3 separate regions of the Zea mays genome follow, and regions 1 and 2 are each linked to region 3. Evidence: chromatin contacts called from public Hi-C data. All regions are on one chromosome and are shown on one strand. Each heading gives the region's core, a stretch centred on a gene start, on an enhancer-like site or on the middle of the called end of the contact. The rest is flanking DNA. Distances are from core to core; before and after follow the strand shown.

Region 1 (3,632 bases), core at 586-3,085, 130 kb after region 3:
TTCCAACTAAGTCTAGGGCCCTCTAGGCTGGTGGTAGATCTTGGGACTCTAGGCCCTCCAGATCGGGGTCAAATCCTAAGGTCCTCTAGGTCTTTGATCCGCCCTAGGCCTTTGGGGTTCTCTAGGCTAGGGACCAAGCCCCCGGCTTGGCCAAGTCCAGAGACTCATACAGACTAGGGCTCGCAACCAAAGATCTCACCGAACATTCTATAAGATACCTCTGAAGCGGGATGGCCTCATGTGAAGACGCTCCTAATGCAGGAAGGCACTGGGCAGTACGCCCTTGGTACCACGTGCCATGTGGTGCAAGGTAGACAAGATAAAGCTTTTGTCCATCACATGAAATAAGATGGACGATGTTGCAGTAAAAAAGAATGCAATGTCACTACAACAAAGATTGCATGTGTACCCACAGCTAGTGTGTTGTGTGTCACTATCACTATTGTCATGCTAGAACTTTTATGTGTACCTGTAAGCATTTTAAAGTACATGAAACTACACCATTCGCCAACTATGCTATACTCATTGGCATGGACTTCCGTAGCTACCACTATGGCTGGACATATCTGTCACTACAGAAAGACATGCTCAACAGTGGATGAACGAGGCATGAACTGTGTATGGCTTTGCATCTAGGATAGGAGAAGTTGAACTTCTGCTCGATAGGGCCCACTATCTAGGAGGCATATAACTCCCCTCCTTTGTGCTATAAAAGGCAGAAGTAGATCAACATAGAAAAAAAGAGATGAGCCAGACGTCGAACAAACAAGTTCAGGCAAGCCCAAGACTATTATAGGTTTCACAGCGCGAGACATTTTGGTTATAGACTAGAACTCTCAACAAAACCAAAGTAGAGGTGGAGCTAGTCGGTCCTTCTTCTTAGACAACATTTGAGCATGTAATCTTTGCCTCTGCTTTCATTAATTCATCTACCACAAAGGGGCGATATGGTATTACACTTTTTGGCCCGAACCTCTATAAATAGTTTGTGTGCTTGTAGCCACATCAACGCCCTGATCTAAGGGGCCTTCAGCCTACACCTTTCGTTCTCTTCCTACTCAACAAATTTCTTGGTACTTATGGTATCTTGTCATCTTATGCGTATGTATACAGTATATATAGATTATGGTAGCTAGTTGGTTTCTACGTATAAATTAAAGTGTGACTATATGTTTGTTTGCGTGGAAATTAAAATGCTAAAAAGTACCTAGACATATACTAAAAGTATATGAGTACATTCTTTATATATATATATATATATATATATATATATATATATATATATATATATATATATATATATACTAATTTGTTGTGAGTAGGATATTTTGAGTATGTAAAGCAGTGTACTAGGAGAACATACTTGTTTGTTGCTCGTTTGAAAGAAGGGGATACTATATTTATACTAGTTTTTAGAAGGGCGTATTTATTCATAGTTAATGTTTAGGTCTTTTAATTAGAGTTTAAAATATGAACTAAACTTTAGTTTAGTCTGTCTAAACAGGCCAATGGAATGTTTCAAAAATACAAAGTACCTCCATGGTTATGTTCATACGTCGAACGGAGAGGATGAACGAGTACCTCGTCTTAAAGGAGTGCGTGATCAATCAATCGCTGTCGATGAACCAGTACTCTATCTTGAACCTGAAGATCAACGTGCATCAACTACCGCAACGCCACATCAGAAAAGGAGGCGTGTCCTTTGAAAATGTCGCACATAACTGTCGGCATCGTGTGACGTGCAGTGAAGTCAATTCGTCTTGTGTGCGAATGAAATTACCTGCGATTTTGTTCTCTTCAAATTAGCCGCGGCATGTGGCCAGGAAGCAGTAGCACTGCCGCCAAGCCATGCCTCCTAATTACGCCGCCGCGAGAGGCTGGGAGAGCGCAAGAACCATGATCCTTGCGCTGTTCGCCGCATCGGTCCTGTCGACGGGGCCTCCGCCAGCGATGGCGGCGGCGATGCAGCCGAGCGCGACGTGCCTGCGGCGGTGCGGCGACATCGACATCCCGTACCCGTTCGGCGTCGGCCCCGGGTGCCACCTCGAGACGGGGGACTGGACGTTCATGCTCTCCTGCAACCGCAGCGAGGACGGACGGCTCCGGCTATACAACTACCAGATCGAGGTGCTGAACATGTCGGTGCGCCTGGGGCAGCTGCGCATCTACAACATCATCAACCCATGGTGCTACAACGCCACGACGCGGGCGATGAACGACCAGAGCAACTGGTGGTACGACATGTCCATCACCAACTTCCGCATCAACGACGCGCAGAACAGGTTCACCGTCATGGGCTGCAACTCGCTCGCCTACATCCGGTGGCCCAACGACAGCGCCGCCGCGTACATGACCGGGTGCATGGCCATGTGCCCCGGCGTGGGGCGGCTGAATAACGGCGCCTGCAACGGCTTCGGGTGCTGCCAGACCGCCATCCCCAGCGACCTGAACGCGTACTCGGTCTCCTTCGAGGAGAAGTTCAACACCTCCCGGATCGCCAACTTCAGCCCGTGCAGCTACGCCGTCCTCATGGAGGCCGCCGCCTTCAACTTCCGCACCACGTACGTGACGACCGACGCGTTCATGACGAACAACGACGGCCAGGTGCCGCTCGTGCTCGACTGGGCCATCGGGAACATGACGTGCGAGGAGGCCAAGCGGAGCGCGTCTGCGTACGCGTGCGCCAGTAGCAACAGCGAGTGCATCGACTCCAAGTACGGCAAGGGCCGGGGCTACCTCTGCAACTGCTCCGCCGGATACGACGGCAACCCCTACCTGCTCAACGGCTGCCATGGTGCTCGTTCTCCTACCGTCGCTGGCGCATCAATAATGAAACTGAATTCGATCGCCTAGCTCGGCGTCCTAAGCTAACGATTGGCTTTTGCAGATATTAACGAGTGCGAAGATGCAAGGTTCAGGTACCCGTGCTCTGTTCCTGGTACCTGCGTCAACACGATCGGATCATTCTACTGCGCGTGCCCTCACAGGACGACGGGCAACGCCGTAAACGGAACGTGCGAGGACGAAAAGAACCAAATTGGGTGGCAGATCGCCGTTGGTAGGAACACGTCGTCTCCATTTTCTTGTTTCTTGCGAACGCTAGCTAGTAATAAGTTGAATAGATGATCCAACCACCGCACACATAATGAAATGACCTAGTCGTCTCTTGCTGAACTAGGTGTTAGCAGTGGCGTTGTCGTACTGATCGTCACGGCGACCTGCCTCTACATGATCCACGAGAAGAGGAGGCTCGCCAAGATCAAAAGCGACTACTTCAAGCAGCACGGCGGCCTCCTGCTGTTCGAGGATATGAGGTCGAGGCAGGGCCTGTCGAGCTTCACGCACTTCACTCAAGAGGAGCTCGAGGTGTCGACCAACAAGTTCGACGAGCGCAACGTGATCGGCAAGGGCGGCAACGGCACCGTGTACCGGGGCACCACCAAGGACGGCACCACCGTGGCGATTAAGAAGTGCCGGCTGGCCAACGAGCGGCAGAAGAAGGAGTTCGGCAAGGAGATGCTCATCCTGTCCCAGATCAACCACCGGAATATCGTCAAGCTCTACGGCTGCTGCCTCGAGCTGGAGGTCCCGATGCTGGTGTACAAGTACATCCCCAACGGCACCCTGTACCA
Region 2 (3,677 bases), core at 231-2,730, 160 kb after region 3:
GAGCAAAAAGATTTTAGCCCATTCAATTTCCTAATCCCTATGCTCCCAAACAAAGCCCTAAGAGTTCATCAAGCAACGTCAAAGAAAGAACGAGTTGTTGCAAAAGACGAGGATGAAGAATTTGATTGTTCTAACAGTAAAGAGGAAGGGGGTGAGAATATCCCTTAATTCCTTATGTATATGGAGAGAGTTTCAAGTGATCAGGAGTGATAGTCATTTGAGCTACTTTATGGCGAATTTGATTGTTCTAACAGTAAAGAGGAAGGGGATGGGAATACCCCTTAGTCCTTTATGTATATGGAGAGGGTTTCAAGTGATGAGGAGTGATAGTCATTTGAGCTATTTTATGTCTCATAGTATGTTTCTTTGCAAACTCCCTATGTGACGATTTAATGTGTATCTGTTTTCTTAATTTAAGTAAGTGTGAAATCAGTATCTATTTATACATATAATTCATGATATATGTTTGTATCATTATACTCCCTTCGTAAAAGAAATACAGTTCAATCTAGCGCTCTTTTTTCATCCATATTTGAATAAATGTAGCTGGCATGCATTAGATTAATTAATTAAAGTATATTTAGTCTAAAATTATACTACCTCGATCCTAAAATACAGTTCTAAGTAGCTCTCTTTTTTATGAATGATAATAAATATAATCATACATAAAGACTATATTTGTATGTTAATTAATGAATGTATGTTTAATCTAAAACAAATAATATAGTATAAGATTACGAGGTGCCGCTAATTGAAACTTATCCGTAATATCGCCCGCTATCTGTTGTAATCCGCTGCATCGACGTCAATCCGGTGCAATCCGCTATACAGTCACCTTGATTGCAACGCTCCCAGATGTCTCATCAATAATATCTCTATCTTCCTCTTAAATGGCCATGCTCGTTTTCCAGCTTTCCAAGGCGATCGATACACCGTACTCACAGCAAGAAAACTTCAATTTGAAGCTTTGCATCAACATCCCACCCCCCGGTCAGCTCCTTCTCGCGCTTGGATTGAAGCAAGAACATGTCGATTGGAAATGCTCTCCCCTCGCCGATCTGATGATTCCGGACTTGAATTCGTAGCGGATGAAGCAAACCGCGAAGCACCGTCTAGTTTCATTCCATGTCGCTAGCTAGCTGCACTGCATCTGCATGGCTGGCGGTTGCCGTCTGTGCCCAGGTCGTCCAATCAGGCCGCAACAGGCGTTGCCGACAGTACCCGCACCGCGACCAGGCCCCAGACGGTACCGGCGCCGTCGCGACAGTTAGGCTGGGGGCCTGCATGCTCCTGCGAGCGAACCTGAAAGCGCATGGGCCGGGGCCCGGGGGAGAAGGGCAAGCGCACCTGGTCCCGATCCCAAAGGGCCGGGGGCTGCGTCTCGCTCGCCGTCCCGTCTTGTTGATGTGGGCGGATCTCATCTGGTGGTAGCGCGGAGCCCCGCCAAGTCAGTGCAGCAGCCAGAGTTACGGCCCACGGATTAATGCAATGTGTGGCGTGGGCCTCCGTCCGGTCCCGTCTTACTTTGGATAAGCCTGGCCTGTCCTGTCCTGTCGTTAGGAAATTATTAGAGTCATCTGATTTGACTCTTGAAGGATTCATTTGACCGCGAGTGAGTAATTTCAGGGGAGTGGAGCATCGTTACCTTACCTGGTGCTGGTGGTCCATATGCTTGCCTGGACTATAACAAGCTTGCCCGGAGTGTCGTTTTCTTTACAACAGTTCGTGGACTAGCAAGAAGCTATCTTCTGGATCAAATTCCACCAGACTGTAAACGTAGCATGACCACCAGGTGCAGTGCAGCGCGCGCTCCATGGGACCATCTGGGGAAAATTGCGAATGAAGCTAGCCCTAGCTTGGATGCTTATAAAATAATGAATTGGGAAAACAAATGTAGAGGTGTGATGCAAAGAGGAAAACATGAATTAGGATGCTGAAGAGTATGGCAAATATGGCTTTCGTAGGCCACAATAATCTACGATTTTGGTGACTAATAACATGCATGCATGTTTGCAAAGAATATGCTTAAGTTAAGTAGGTCGTCCCTATGATGCAATGCAATATATATATATAATACATGAAGATGGCAATACAAAAGAAGGCATGATGATGGATCTCGTTTTTTTTGAAGCAAATCAGCAAAGTCCTAGAAACAAAACATATTTTAAGATGACCCAGATCACGCGCTCGCGAAGAATAGGCTGAATAAAAACCAATACACAAGCTAGACCAATGAATAGTAGCAGTAGGGTTTTCGGCGTGATGTTTTTTTCTTCAATAAGGGTGAAATAAACATATCTACAAGCAAATTTTGTTTTTGTTTGGCCCAAACTTAATTATCTGCAAAGTTTTATCACTTATGGCACCACTGTCCACTGCAGCGTCCTGAACGGAATACGCGCGCGCGATGCCAAATAATGCATACGGAGTACATTCTTCAGGCGTCCCCCTGTCTACTGTCGCTTTCGTATCTCTTTGCCTGCCTCGATTGGCAGATCGATCTACTACCGGCCGGTCTCCTGAGGCATCTCCATTCGCTTCATCGGGATTGATTCAGGCATACTTAGCTCAAACAAAAGCAACCCCACACGAAGTGTTCGTCCGAATGAGGTCCACCAGCAGTGCAGGTGCGCGCCGGAAACAGCACAGGTCCTGGCGTCCTGCTACTAGCAGTATGCAGATAAGTAGACAAGACAACTGAGAGGCTTTTCTTTAGACTGAAGATAACAGGCAGCTGTGAGACATGATTATTATTGCAAGGTTAAATAAACGGGTTTGGGTTGCAATCTCGGCGCACACAACATTTCTGCGCATGAAATGCAAGGGTCATGTTTCGTGTGACTCCCAACTTTCTTCAGCTTCTCCTGTAAGATCAGTGTACTGTTGGTGTAGCATGGAATTCTCTCTCTCTCTCTCGTCAAACTCGAGAACGAACTAGCAGAGGTGAAGCCTCACAAACTAATTTGGACCCGTTTGTGAGGACTTCTCGCTCCTCTCAAAATATCTGCGGTTTCTAAGAAATACTCCGCCATAGCTCCATATATAAAATGACCCTAAATCTCACAGCTGCATCAATATTTTTTTAAAAAAAAACAGCTACAAAAGCTGCAACATCATCTCCACAGCATTTGCCACGGAGCTAGACGCACATGAGACCAGAAACGAGCACAATAAACAAACACACCTTCGATCTTTTTAAAATCTGTACGAATCTCTGTGCGTGGGCTAGGCATACATCATCGTCCCAGGCACCCGGGTCCCAGCAGCTGCGTGCAGCAGCAGCAGCCATGAAGACGGAGCAACCATGAAGACGGCGAGCAGATAGCAGTGCCTGCCATTCGTGCATGTGCACACAGACTCACAGAGAGTCTCGTGATAAGTAGACTACCAGTGGCAGACGACATTATTCGACCTTTTTCACCCGGCCTCGTAGTCTCAGGTCGTCAGGATTGAAATCGTGGGAGCTCGAGACTATTGTCGGATCACAGCTCAGAGCTACAGCTACTCCACAGTAGGAGGAGCAAAGATCATCTGCTGCATGCAGCCTGCATGTATGCTGCACTCCTCGATAAAGGACTGGTCAATGTCCGTGCATCACCATATTATTATCAGGCTTTTTAATATCAGTTCCAAGAAGCAAGATCGCCGACAGATGGTAAGCACCTATATACTAACGT
Region 3 (3,518 bases), core at 666-3,165:
AGTGTCGTAGATTTTTTTTAAAAAAGTAAACACCAAGTTCTTAATCTACTAGACTCTAAATTCATCGGTGACAATAATAGTCGTCCGATATTTTTTTTAAAACTTGCCAACATGCCATTTTGAAAAGGATAGTTTAATGTAACCACCTAAATTTATATTTATATTATCGATCTACCTATGTAATCATGAAAAATAATTCTCCCTCCGTCTACATTTATAATTTGTTTGAGTTTTTATACCAAGTTTGACCGGTTTGTCTTATTAATTTTTTTGGAAAAAATGAAAAAATTAAAATCATACTTTAAATATATTATATGATAAATAATATTGCATTAAAAATTGATAACAATTAAGATTTTTTTTTGAATAAGACAAGTTAATTAAACTTAAAATAAAAAGTCAAATGAATTATATATTGGAACGGAGAAAGTATAAACTAATCACTAAGGGCTAGTTTGGAAACTCAAACCCCCTTCGGGATTGAAGGGGATTGGAGAGAAAATTAGTTTATTTCCACCTCAATCTCCTCCAACCTCGAAGGAGATTTGAGGTTCCTAAAGTAACCCTAAATCTTGATTTATTCTATCCATATAAGCCACCACCGGTGGTCAGTGGAGAAATGGAGAATGGACCTTCAAGTCCCGGTTGTTTTAAAGTTTGGGACTAAAGTCAGCATTAATTCAATGTTTGATTGCTAGTGTCACAGACGAGCACAAATATGACCTTTTATTCTAATTGGTGGCTTTAACCTAAAGGTTTCCCTGAGTCCGGATTGAAGCCATTAATCGGGACTAAAGGTCTTGCGCACATTTAGTTCCGGGGAAAAATTGTAATGTTATTTTAGAAATAATTAAAAAAATGTTGTAGCAATGAGAAACCAAACACATATCTCGTGTTTGTACTTAGCTTTGCTGGATACGGTTAGACAACTTTTAAGTAGCTAGGTAGCTTGTGTTGACAAAGGGAAAAAGCTGGCCCGGTATACAATCCAATTTTGATAATGATTACAAAATACTACTTAATTACCCCGTCTCAAAAAAAAAAAGAAATTTTTTTTGTAGATTTATTCAAAGTCAAACCATTTTGAATTTAATCAAATCTACATTAAAATATATACCATACTAGTACATTCATAAATGCTAGTATTTTTTCTTTATGAACTTAGACATATTTTTTTTTATCAAACCAGAACGTACGATATTCTTTTTAGGGCAAAGCTGGTGTATGACTATTATGCTAAAATATATGAACAGACACGACAATATAGTAACGATTAGGTGACCCTAAATCTATCCGTGTGTGATTGTTTCATCTTATTATACCTAAAGTTATGAGGCCCCATAGATCGTAGAGCACACGTCGAGGCCAACAAATCTAAAAAAAGACACTCAAAGTACGCGTGATATAGCCACAGAGAGAACCAAAATTTTCGCATGTGGACATGTCATGTCCACCTCATTGTTGCGTCTCTCGAGCGTTTAGTTTAGCTTCACTTATTATAAGAACCATATGATATGATATCGTATCAAAGGAAACGCATGCACATCCGTTCCCACACGTACGCTTTTAGCCGACACTGAAGGGCACAAAGGTACAAACAATCCGAGGAATAAAAAACGACAGCCCGAATCACGTACGCGATCCAAGCAAACTGATAAAAAACGAACGAATTCAAAGCGTAGCATAAACTATTCCCGTCCCTAGCTTGTTCTTCCTTGTGTGACGAACCTCCCCCTTCTGGGAAGCTCCCTTGCTTTGACCACGTTTGGATTTGCCCTTTTCCATCCCGGGAGCCGAGAACCGAGAGCCGAGAGCGAAGTGAACCCCGTTCGCTGTCGTCGCGCGCGGCACCGGCCGGGGGCATATAAATAGCGCACAGCCCGCCCCTCCCAGAGCCAGTCATCAGCACAGCAGCAAGCTCCCTCAGCTCGGTCTTCTCGGCAGGACCCGGCAAGCAAAGCCAAAGCCCAGCTCTTTCTCGGCCGGGAGATCGAGACATGGGGCGCGCTCCGTGCTGCGAGAAGATGGGGCTCAAGAGGGGCCCGTGGACGCCCGAGGAGGACAGGATCCTGGTGGCGCACATCGAGCGCCACGGCCACAGCAACTGGCGCGCGCTGCCCAAGCAGGCGGGCCTTCCCCGCTGCGGCAAGAGCTGCCGCCTCCGCTGGATCAACTACCTGCGCCCCGACATCAAGCGCGGCAACTTCACCCGCGAGGAGGAGGACGCAGTCATCCAACTCCACCAAATGCTCGGCAACAGGTACGGTGCTTATCCACGCATCATATCATCGTCACGCGAAAATAATTAACACCATCCCTTCGTTGCCGGGATATACTCAGTGTAGACTGGTTCTTGGTTCTTGATGATGTGGTCGAGTTTGATCCGGTCATTGCCAGAACCATTATTATAGAACATGCATGCATGCATGACCTAGCAATCAGCCACTTGTTGAGTTGTTGTTGTCTCGTAAAAATTACCGCCAATTTTTTTTAAAAAAAATCATGCGCACTAAACAGCTACTTTCTGTATGATTTCAGATGGTCGGCAATCGCTGCCAGGCTGCCGGGGAGGACGGACAACGAGATCAAGAACGTCTGGCACACTCACCTCAAGAAGCGACTGGAGCCTAAGACAGCCACGCAGGCGCCCAAGCGAAAGCCCAAGAAGCAGCAGCAGCCAGAGGCGGTGACGCTCGCAGCGCCGGTCTCGCCGGAGCAGTCAGTCTCCACGTCGACCACCAGCACCACCACTGACTACTCGGCGGCCTCGTCGTCGTTGGAGAACGCGGATAGCTTCACCTCGGAGGAGGAGGACTACCAGATTGACGACAGCTTCTGGTCCGAGACGCTGGCGATGGCGGTCGACAGTTCCGACTCCGGGATGGAGGAGGCAGAGGGCGCCTTCGGCGCGTCGCCGCCGGCGCCGTCGACCAACGACGACGTGGACTTTTGGCTCAAGCTGTTCATGCAGGCCAGCGACATGCAGAATTCGCCCCAGATTTATGCATGAACCTAGACGGTTCTCTCTCGATCGGCTGATGATGTTCTTGGCCTCAGAATTCTTTCAATCCTTTTGTTCTGCTCCGTTTCGGTGGACGTATATCTGACTGAAAACTTGTGCAGCGGAAAGCGATTGTGCTTCATCATGGCGGTGTTCACTTTTTGCGCATTATATACTACGATTTTAGTTGAGTTTTCTGTCACCTGTGCTTTCCGCCGCTAGCTGCTTATCAGGGACCAGGGTCCCTGCTACATGACCGATGTCCATGTCCATGATGTCAGCGTCAATGGAAGTTTCGTGAGAGTTTTATAGCAGAAAGAGATGAAGAGATAGAAGATAAAAGTTTGAAGAGATACAATCAGTTTTATAAGAATGGAACTTATCTACATTATTTTGAAATAGTCTTATAAACTAGTACATGAAACCTCTCGCCAAAGCTAGCCTTTAACCACTACTAGAATTAGGCTCTTCGCCCAGCGGCAAAAAGTTTACCGAGTGTTTTTTAAGCTTTCCCGGA

Evidence for each region. Hi-C and Micro-C count contacts between places; a contact is called where the count stands out from the background.
Region 1: a Hi-C map of leaf shows a contact between it and region 3, with 3 times the contacts expected there. The contact joins the promoter of LOC103627429 here to the promoter of LOC541732 in region 3. A contact is called at or near these places in 7 of 25 Hi-C or Micro-C datasets (ear, leaf, seedling and 2 more).
Region 2: a Hi-C map of leaf mesophyll shows a contact between it and region 3, with 1.8 times the contacts expected there. The contact joins the enhancer-like site here to the promoter of LOC541732 in region 3. A contact is called at or near these places in 4 of 25 Hi-C or Micro-C datasets (bundle sheath, leaf, leaf mesophyll and 1 more).

The regions. Positions count from the first base shown.
Region 1 is chr5:190,040,096-190,043,727 of Zm-B73-REFERENCE-NAM-5.0, reverse strand. LOC103627429 (wall-associated receptor kinase 5) reads left to right here and starts at 1,835. Exons shown (of 3, transcript XM_008647727.3): 1 at 1,835-2,794; 2 at 2,888-3,058; 3 at 3,179-3,632. The coding sequence starts at 1,849.
Region 2 is chr5:190,012,549-190,016,225 of Zm-B73-REFERENCE-NAM-5.0, reverse strand. No RefSeq gene overlaps it. Among protein-coding and RNA genes, the nearest start is that of LOC100278742, 16 kb to the right of the region's middle. Within about 2 kb of position 1,480, at least 18 of the 20 cell types and tissues checked have an H3K27ac peak or open chromatin away from gene starts, as enhancers often do. A contact at or near this core is called in bundle sheath, leaf, leaf mesophyll and 1 more, where this site is marked.
Region 3 is chr5:190,173,039-190,176,556 of Zm-B73-REFERENCE-NAM-5.0, reverse strand. LOC541732 (myb-related protein Myb4) reads left to right here and starts at 1,915. Exons shown (of 2, transcript NM_001309530.1): 1 at 1,915-2,260; 2 at 2,539-3,271. The coding sequence starts at 1,998. The coding sequence ends at 3,010.